Regions from separate parts of the Mus musculus genome. Here region 2 is linked to region 1. The links are chromatin contacts, called in public Hi-C maps. All regions are on one chromosome and are shown on one strand. The core of a region is the stretch at or near the end of the contact, and the rest is flanking DNA. Distances in the headings are between cores, read along the strand shown. Region 1 holds the start of 2610206C17Rik (RIKEN cDNA 2610206C17 gene). Region 2 holds the start of Tmem135 (transmembrane protein 135).

The links. Hi-C and Micro-C count contacts between places; a contact is called where the count stands out from the background.
Region 2: a Hi-C map of CD4 T cells shows a contact between it and region 1, with 4 times the contacts expected there. The contact joins the promoter of Tmem135 here to the promoter of 2610206C17Rik in region 1. A contact is called at or near these places in 1 of 39 promoter capture datasets (pre-B cells) and 1 of 484 Hi-C or Micro-C datasets (CD4 T cells).

The regions. Positions count from the first base shown.
Region 1 is chr7:84,687,524-84,691,574 of GRCm38.p6, reverse strand. 2610206C17Rik (RIKEN cDNA 2610206C17 gene) reads right to left here and starts at 1,935. Exons shown (of 5, transcript NR_038175.1): 1 at 1,761-1,935. It overlaps Zfand6 (zinc finger, AN1-type domain 6), which reads left to right and starts at 1,618. Exons shown (of 7, transcript NM_001360578.1): 1 at 1,618-1,829.
Region 2 is chr7:89,336,396-89,340,446 of GRCm38.p6, reverse strand. It overlaps Tmem135 (transmembrane protein 135), which reads left to right and starts at 1,660. Exons shown (of 15, transcript NM_028343.5): 1 at 1,660-1,999. The coding sequence starts at 1,859.

The sequences.
Region 1 (4,051 bases), core at 686-3,185:
GTGTGTGTGTGTGTGTGTGTGTGTGTTGTTGTTGTTGTTGTTGTTGTTGTTTTGGTTTTGGTTTTGTACATAGCCTTGCCTGTCTGGAAACTCACTATGTAGATCAGATGGGCCTTGAACTCACAGAGATCAACCTGCCTCTGCCTCCCTAGTATTGAGTTTAAAGGTGTGAGTCTCCACACCTGGCTTTAAAGATTTATTTTCAAGTGTATGAGTGTTTTGACAGTTGTGAGCCACCACGCAGATGCTGGGAACCCAACCTAAGACCACTACAAGAGCAGTAAGTGCTCTTAACTGCTGAATCATTACTCCAACCTTAAATATAAATTTTGAATGGGTTGAATGTGCCTCAAAAACACCCTTAGGCCCTGGGTAGGGACCTTCTGTTCTGCTCTGGTTTCGAACAGCAGGCTTAGCTTTATTTTATTTGGCCCTGGGTTTCACTACTTAGCTCTGGTCACCCTGGAACTTGCTATATCCACCAGGCTGACCTAGTACTCACAGAGGTATATTTTTCTTTGCCTCTCCATGCTGAAAGTATAAAGGCCTGGGCCACGGTGGCTGGCCAGGCTTAGCTTTGGTGATTTATTTTAGAATATCCTGCCCCAGAAACTTGTCTGTCACCTCACAAGAGCATTGTGTGTTTCTCCCAAGCCCTCTTCAGGAACACTTCCTTTCGTTTTCCATGAAGTCATAAGAATTTTTCAAATGCCACCTTTTCTTCAAAGAATTCTACCTGACCTCCACCATGTCCTCTATTCTGTCTCCTCCTTATTCTACAGGATTACAGAAAGCAGCCCAAACCACACATGGTTAGCCGTATCTCAACCTTGTGACCATGAGCCCCTATTACTGTAAAAATAGGGCAGAAATTTCAGGGAAATAGGTAAAGAGAGCACAGTGACAAAGATAAACATTGTAAAACACCAAAAGGCACAACCCCAAGACTAACAAAATAACATAATTTCAAATAAAGACAGGACTCTAGGCAATCCTGTTTGGGCTGGGGAAATCTCAGGAGAGCTGTCCCCCACTTCTCCCGCACAACCTGTGCAGGGCTGCTGGACTAGAATCTACCGCTTCCGCGAGAAGGTCCAGGGGGCTTCCCGAGTCCAGGCGTGTAGGTGTGTATTACACAAGCGAGCACACACGCCTCAGGTCTCGCTCTCTGTAAATCGTGGTTCAGGACAGGGCAGAGTTCAGACCTGGCACTTTGGGCTGGCCCTCCTGGTCTTCTAGGGGCCTGGGCAACAGAATCTCAATCTATGTCGTCTCTCAAACTACGCAGGTGGAACACCAGCTCTAGACAAGGGTAGTCTATCCCTGGGAGGATGCAGAGCCCGGAGCTACGTCATCAGACACCCCATCCCCTCGCCGTCCCCCAAGTCTGCACCAGAGCCCTCTTGCTCCTGAGGCAACATCAAAAAGCTAACCTAGCCCGCTGACCTGGCCGAGGCAGGGGCGTGGCCGAGAGAAAAGCAGCGCCTCTGTGCCACGCCCCTCAAATGCCTTGACCAATAATAGCACTCTCCGAGATCCGGCCCCGCCCCCACGCCGCCTCCGGCCCGCGGCCCCGCCCGGGCCGGTCATAATTAGGCAGCGGGCTGGGACTGCCGCGTCAGCGCGCGTTGAGAGCCAATCGCGGGCGCTCCCTTGAGGCCGCGTCACAGGCCGAGCAGCCAAACAGAAAAGTTTAATAAACAGCGGACGGAGGGCCGGCGGCGGCGGGCCGGGAGCGAGTGGGGGTTTGGCGGCCTCACCTGTCCTCACTCTCAGCGGCGGCGAGAGGCGGCGGCGGCAGCGCGTCCGGCGGAGAGGGCCGCCGCCAGGTGAGGAGTGCGGGCAGCGGTGGGCGCAGCCTCCGGGCGGCCTGGGAGCCGGAAGCGGCGGGCGGCGCAGCAGGTGGCCTCGCAGTGGCGAGCGGAGGGCGCGGTCCCGGTGGGGCGCGGTCCCGGGCTCCCCGGGCGCGCGCTGAGCTCGGGGTCGGGGTGGGCGCGCCTGGGGCCAGTCCGGAGCAGCTGCCGCACGCCGGGCAGCGTCCTCACGTCCCTTTGGTAGGCTGAGGCTAGAGAAGGCTCAGAGGGAGTCTCCGGGATTCCAAGCTCTCTGCTCCTCTGAGAGCGTTTTCAAGTTTCTCACTGTTGGATGCGTAAACAAGCTACACGGAGTGTGGCGTCTGAAGTCAATCTAACTCTATCAGAACTCAGTGATTTGCCATCATCATCCAGAATTGTCAGGCGTTTGTGGGAACTGGGGCCTTGGGGTCACCTCCAAGCCGTGCATGCTAACTAGCTTGGTAGTCAGCACCTAGTGGTTCCGAAAACCGAAATTAAACGTCACTTTCAAACTATATTCGAAATTTATCCTTTTCCTAATTAAAATGCCACGTAGGCTTTTGAGATTATTTATGAAGTATTTTATGGCAATTGCTGTTTTATGTATTATTTCCAGGCCTGCGGGGACAATTTTTTGGTAAACCATGAACATTTAAATGGAGAAAAGACATTGTCTTAATTTTTCCTTTTTCCTTTTTTTTTTTTTTTTTTTAACATTTAAAAAACACGTAAGCCGGGCGTGGTGGCGCACGCCTTTAATCCCAGCACTTGGGAGGCAGAGGCAGGCGGATTCCAGCCTGTTCTACACAGTGAGTTCCAGGACAGCCAGGGCTACACAGAGAAACCCTGTCTCGGGGTGGGGGTGGGGTGGGGCGGGGAGACAAACATGTAAGAGGGGTAATAGGCACAGATAGGAAAATTTCAGGCTTGATTGCTGTTTTGACTGCAGCCATACTTTCCTGTGTTAATGTCAAAACTCACAATATGAGTTATATCACAAAGTTTTTAAAGTAATGGTCAGTCCTGGGAGAATACACAACACAATGTACTATAAAGAGAGAAAACATAAACTTTCAGACTCCTCACTCCAGAGCCAGAACTAGAACATTACTCAAACTTGTATGTGTTCACGAGTTTCTTATCTGGCCTAACCCAGTTTACTGTTTCTTACTGAGGTAAATAAACATTCTAGACTCGGTGGATTTGCTCATTCTCTAGCCTTTTAAAAATTAGTTTTGTCACACACTAATCTCTTCAAACAGTGTCACTTTAGGTTCCTTGCCCTTTGAACTTTGGACAGATAGTGTATGGTTGTGGTTCATCCATTTCATTGTTTCTTAATGCTGTGTTCCTCCCTTCACCCCAGTGTTTCGATGGTGTTTCTTGTTTTGCTTCTAACAAGTGTACTCTGGGAACTTTTCTTCTTGCAGCTGTTGTTGCCCAAGTTGCCTGTCGAAAAGTAAATACTGTAGATCGTGGTAGAAAGTTGTAGGCAATCAGTAATAAAATAGAGATGAAAACGTTACGATTCTGCTTCCTTCCTTTAATCAGGAAGACTCACTGTTCTTGTGACTGGTTCCTAGTTGCTATGTTTGCATGAGGAACTAAGATTTCTGTTAATCTCTACACCGAATCCCTTCAAACCGGCTGTGGAAAGTTTGGCACCCTTTGGTACTTCTCAGGGCAAAACCAGCAAGTGGGAGAAAACTCCATGTTTTGTGAAGCCACCCTGTCTGTTCTCCACCACTCCTCCCCTCCCTGCAGTCTCTGGCAGGTTATTGAGGAGTCTTCTTTGCCTTAAAACCGTCCGTCTTGCAAAAGAAACTTGGAGTAAGCTTTGTCTGCCTAGTTGGCACAGGCTTTGTTGGAGGGAGAGTGTCAGAGAGCAGATCCTTTAAGGGAAACATTAGGACCCACGTGACCCTCCGCCACTTTTGAGAAGACTATGTGAGTGTACTAAGTTTTTCAAGACTTGTCAACCACACATTGAAGTATTTTTTAGGTTTAAGAATGTCCTAGGGTTTGCTCTAGACAAATGTCTTTAATTTTTTAATTTTGCTCCTTTGTGTGTGTGTGTGTGTGTGTGTGTGTGTGTGTGTGCGCGCATGTGTGTGTATGCTTTGAATAACTTGTTGAAGGCATGAGAGAGGAGCTTTTTAATTTTTTTAGATAGGGTCTCACTATAAAGCCTAGAACTCTCTATATAGACTAGGCTG
Region 2 (4,051 bases), core at 411-2,910, 4.6 Mb before region 1:
ACCCTCAGGCTTTCAGGAATAGATTCTTGATGTTAGTAAGGTAAGCTTGAGTTGTAATTCGTGTGATTGCTGGCACAAGCTTACACTGTGTGTTTCTGATCCATGTCCTTTCTGAGCTGGAGAGCTTTTTAAACACAGTGATTATTTTGTTCCCATTTTTGATTCTATATTGGGCATGTTGAGTGGGGTGACAAAATGGACAGCAGATCTTCAGGGAGATCTTGAACTTCAAAAGGGATGTCATACCATTGGGCACTTTCAGTTGTCTCTCATGGGAAGTACATTCATCTGTGGGGAAGAATGATGTGTCCAGATGTTTGAGTAGCCAGAGGCGACTATGGCTGATGCTATTAGTGTCTCTAGTATCTGTTTTGCCATTTTGTGCAGTGATATAACTATCAGCCTTTAGCTGCCATTTGCCCAAGCTGAAATGTTAGCTGACAGATTTGCATAGGCTTACCTAAAAGTTTCTATCTTTTTTTTTTTTTTTTTTTTTTTTTTTTTTTTTTTTTTTTTTTTACTTTTTGAAAAAGCTAAGGTCTTTTGATAGAGTCCTAGGCTGGTCTCAAATTCAATGCATAGCTCAGCCTGGCCTTGAACTCCAGACCTGTCTGTTTAGCCTTCCAAGTGCTAGGATTACAGATGTGTGCTGCCAGGCACAGCCTGAGAAGTTTTTCTTCCCTCTCCTTTCTCTGGCCCTTTTGGCTAGTGTGTGGATGTCATGTTAGTGAAGTGGTCATTTTATAAGCAGCACAGCAAACAGGTGATAGCTAGCAGGGTATTTAACATACATAAAATGTATACAGCTAGGCATCTTGCAGATAGTTTACACCTGTCTTATCTGTTACTTTTCTCACTTCTAGAACATTAGTTTCTTGGCAGCAGAAACACAGCTTTTCCACATCTGTCTGTCCAGGGTTTCAAACAGGGGCTGGAAAATCATATTAGTTTAGTAAATATTGTAGAAGGAACTGAATAAATATGAGAGAATGATCTAAAGGTAAAGCCTTTCTGCTTTAAAAAGTACAGAATTTACAAGTCCAAAGAAAGCAGGTTATTATACACAAGGGCTATATGGCAGGTGGATTGTCATGGCAATCAGTTTTAGATTAAGCTCTCTAGCCAGGCAGGAGTTCTATTGCACTGCAGCTGCCTCTGCTCTGTATGTTGCTTGGGTGATAAGCACTTGTGAAGGATTCTGTTGCTAGGACTCCATTAGGGGCTGGCAGGTCTCTCTACTGTCTCTTTCCATATAGCATGCATTTAAACACATCTAAATTAGTATTTTCAAGACTTCACAGGCACAATAGAGCTTAGGAGGTTGAGCAAGTAGCAAGAATGTTGAAGGTTGTGTTGCAACCGCAGATAGTCTTAGGTGAACCAATGGGACGAGGGACAACAGTGGTGCAAGTGCCTCCATCTCCCAGCAAAGACACAGAATCCTTTTGTTCCACTACCCTCTGCTCTTTTTGGCCAGGCTTTGACAGGACAAGGGCTGAGCTATATAGCCCGACCCAGGCGGGATCCACCATCACGCTCCCGGTTGTGCTTCTCTGAGTCGTGCTCCTATTCGGAGGGTGAAGGTGCTCGCTTCCTTTGCCCGTCCGGAGCCCGCCCATCCGCGGGAGCGCGCATGCGCCTCCCCTCCCCGCCTCCGTCGTGCGCGCCCCGCCCCCTCGCGCTGCCATACGCGGACGGCCAACATCCGAGGACTCCGGCCTTGAGTAACCTGCTCCCGTGACCTTTTCGCACCCCGCACGCCGAGGCCCGCGCGGCGCCCGCCTCGCCCTTGCGTGTCTGCCGCCCCTGCCGAACCCTGCGTTCCCCTGACCACGCGCAGCTGCCACCGCCACTCGTCATGGCGGCCCTCAGCAAGTCCATCCCTCATAACTGCTACGAGATCGGCCACACTTGGCACCCCTCCTGCAGGGTCTCCTTCCTGCAGATCACTTGGGGCGCCCTGGAGGAGTCCCTCAGGATCTACGCACCCCTGTACCTGGTGAGCAGGGCTGGCGCTGGTGCAGGTGCAGGGCCTCCCGGGGCTCGTTGCTTCTAGGTCAGCTTTAGGGGTGGTGAGAGGCCTGGGGGGAGTCCTAGGCGGAAGGAGGGGGAGGGGACCCCGATGGTGAACTGTCACTGGACACCTGTTGCTAGGATGGGGATGTGCTCTGGACAGGTAGGGTCAAGTGCCTTACACTTGATCGCTCTGAGAACCTGGATTCAGAGACTCTGTGATGGAGAGATGTTGGAGCTGTGTATATATTTAGTCAATGCATGCACACAGTGTCCCCTCAGCCCACTTTACCACTCTCCGGCCCCATTTTCATATGAAAAAGGGTGTTCTGTACACCCCCCCACCCCCACCCCAAGCCTGCTTAGTCACAGATTTTGTCCTTGTTTGAGATGACAGAGATGCCACTTGACGGTTTGTTCTTTCGTAAGTTCCCAGAGTAGATTCCTGGTTTGAGATTTTGTGCGGTGATTTCGTTGAAGGTGTTTTAGTGGCGTGTTGCTGAGGTCATTTTCTTATACAGATTTACAAGTAGGGAAGCTTAGAGAGAGTATCTGGAAACCTACCAGTAACATCGAGAACTGATAAAGATATCTTCTCCTAGTGAGTGCCACTGTGTGGGAGAAAATTCCCACATCCTGGCACTGAAGATGTGCTATTTGGCTACTGAAGTTCATTGTCATTTTCCCATTTGTCTGTATGCTGAGAAGGTAGACATCATTTTTGTATGTTTTGTATGTTTCCTAAAAGTTCGTTCAATACTCAATGAGTGATCCATTCTTATTTCTCATTGAGGTAGTAATTTGGGCTGATGACATCTTTGACAGTATGATTATGTTTGTAACTTAATGGAGAAGTCTAATTTGTAATTATAGACAGAACACAGGAAAAGACAGTGACTCCCTGAGAGGTTGCAGAAGCCAAGTTCCCTTTTCATGATGTAAACTGGTGCTTCCCCACTTTAATGTATTTTAAGGAAACCCCAGGGATCATGTTAGAATGGGATTTCTGATTCAGTAGGTCTTGGTGGGGGCTAGAGAGTACATTTCTGATAAAATCTAACGTAGTGTAGACACTGGGGAATACCAGCCTTGTTAAGTGAAGATCTAGAGCATTGACCAATATAGACGTTTATCTGTATCTATATACATACATTCCCTAAAGACTGTTGTTACTGGCTTTTCTATATGAATGCTGGCCAGCCATTGTTTTATATTTGTTACTATGTTATTATTATTTTGGTGTTGCTGGGATTCTAACCTGTTGTCTTGTACTTTCAAGATAAGAGTCCTGCTGTTGAACTCTGCCCCAGATTTCTGTAAACACTTATAAATACATTGGACTCTTAAACAGCCGTACAAGAAGACTCTTCTAGTCTGGGGACTTAACTTAGTGGCATGTTCAAGGTCCTGTGTTCTGAATCCTTGTCTTGTTCCTCCATCTCCTACCCCTCACAAAACAAAGGCAAGCAGAACTATTCCAGGTAATTTGTTCAAAAATTACTCTTAACCTCAAGGATTAGGAACTAGTTGAAGTGTTTATAATTTAATTTCTCCTGAAATCTATAGCATCATTCGTTCATTCATTCGACACATATTTGTGGAATGCCTGGTATTATATCTACAGCATAAACAATATACTGATTCTATTCAGTGTTAGGGGAATTCAGGGAAGCAACTGGAGCAGAGATTCTCCTACTCTAACAAGATAGGGTTGGTGGGGATCAAGAAAGGACTTGTGTCACTATTACATTTTCAACTAGATTAAATACTACTTGAGAACAAATTTCCTATCTTATGTTGCTGCTTATCAGTGGCTGTGAAGCGGTTAGTGAGAACTGACTTGTATTTTATTTTAAGTAAAGTAGAGATTAGAAAATTTTAGCTTATTTCAGGTACCAAGGCTAAGCAGTAGAATTTGACTTTGGCCCTGGTGTGTGTGTGTGTGTGTGTGTGTGTGTGTGTGTGTGTATGTATGTGTAAATGTGGTAAGATAATTAATTCACTGGTGACCTCCCAGTCCTGGGTTGCAGATATGCAC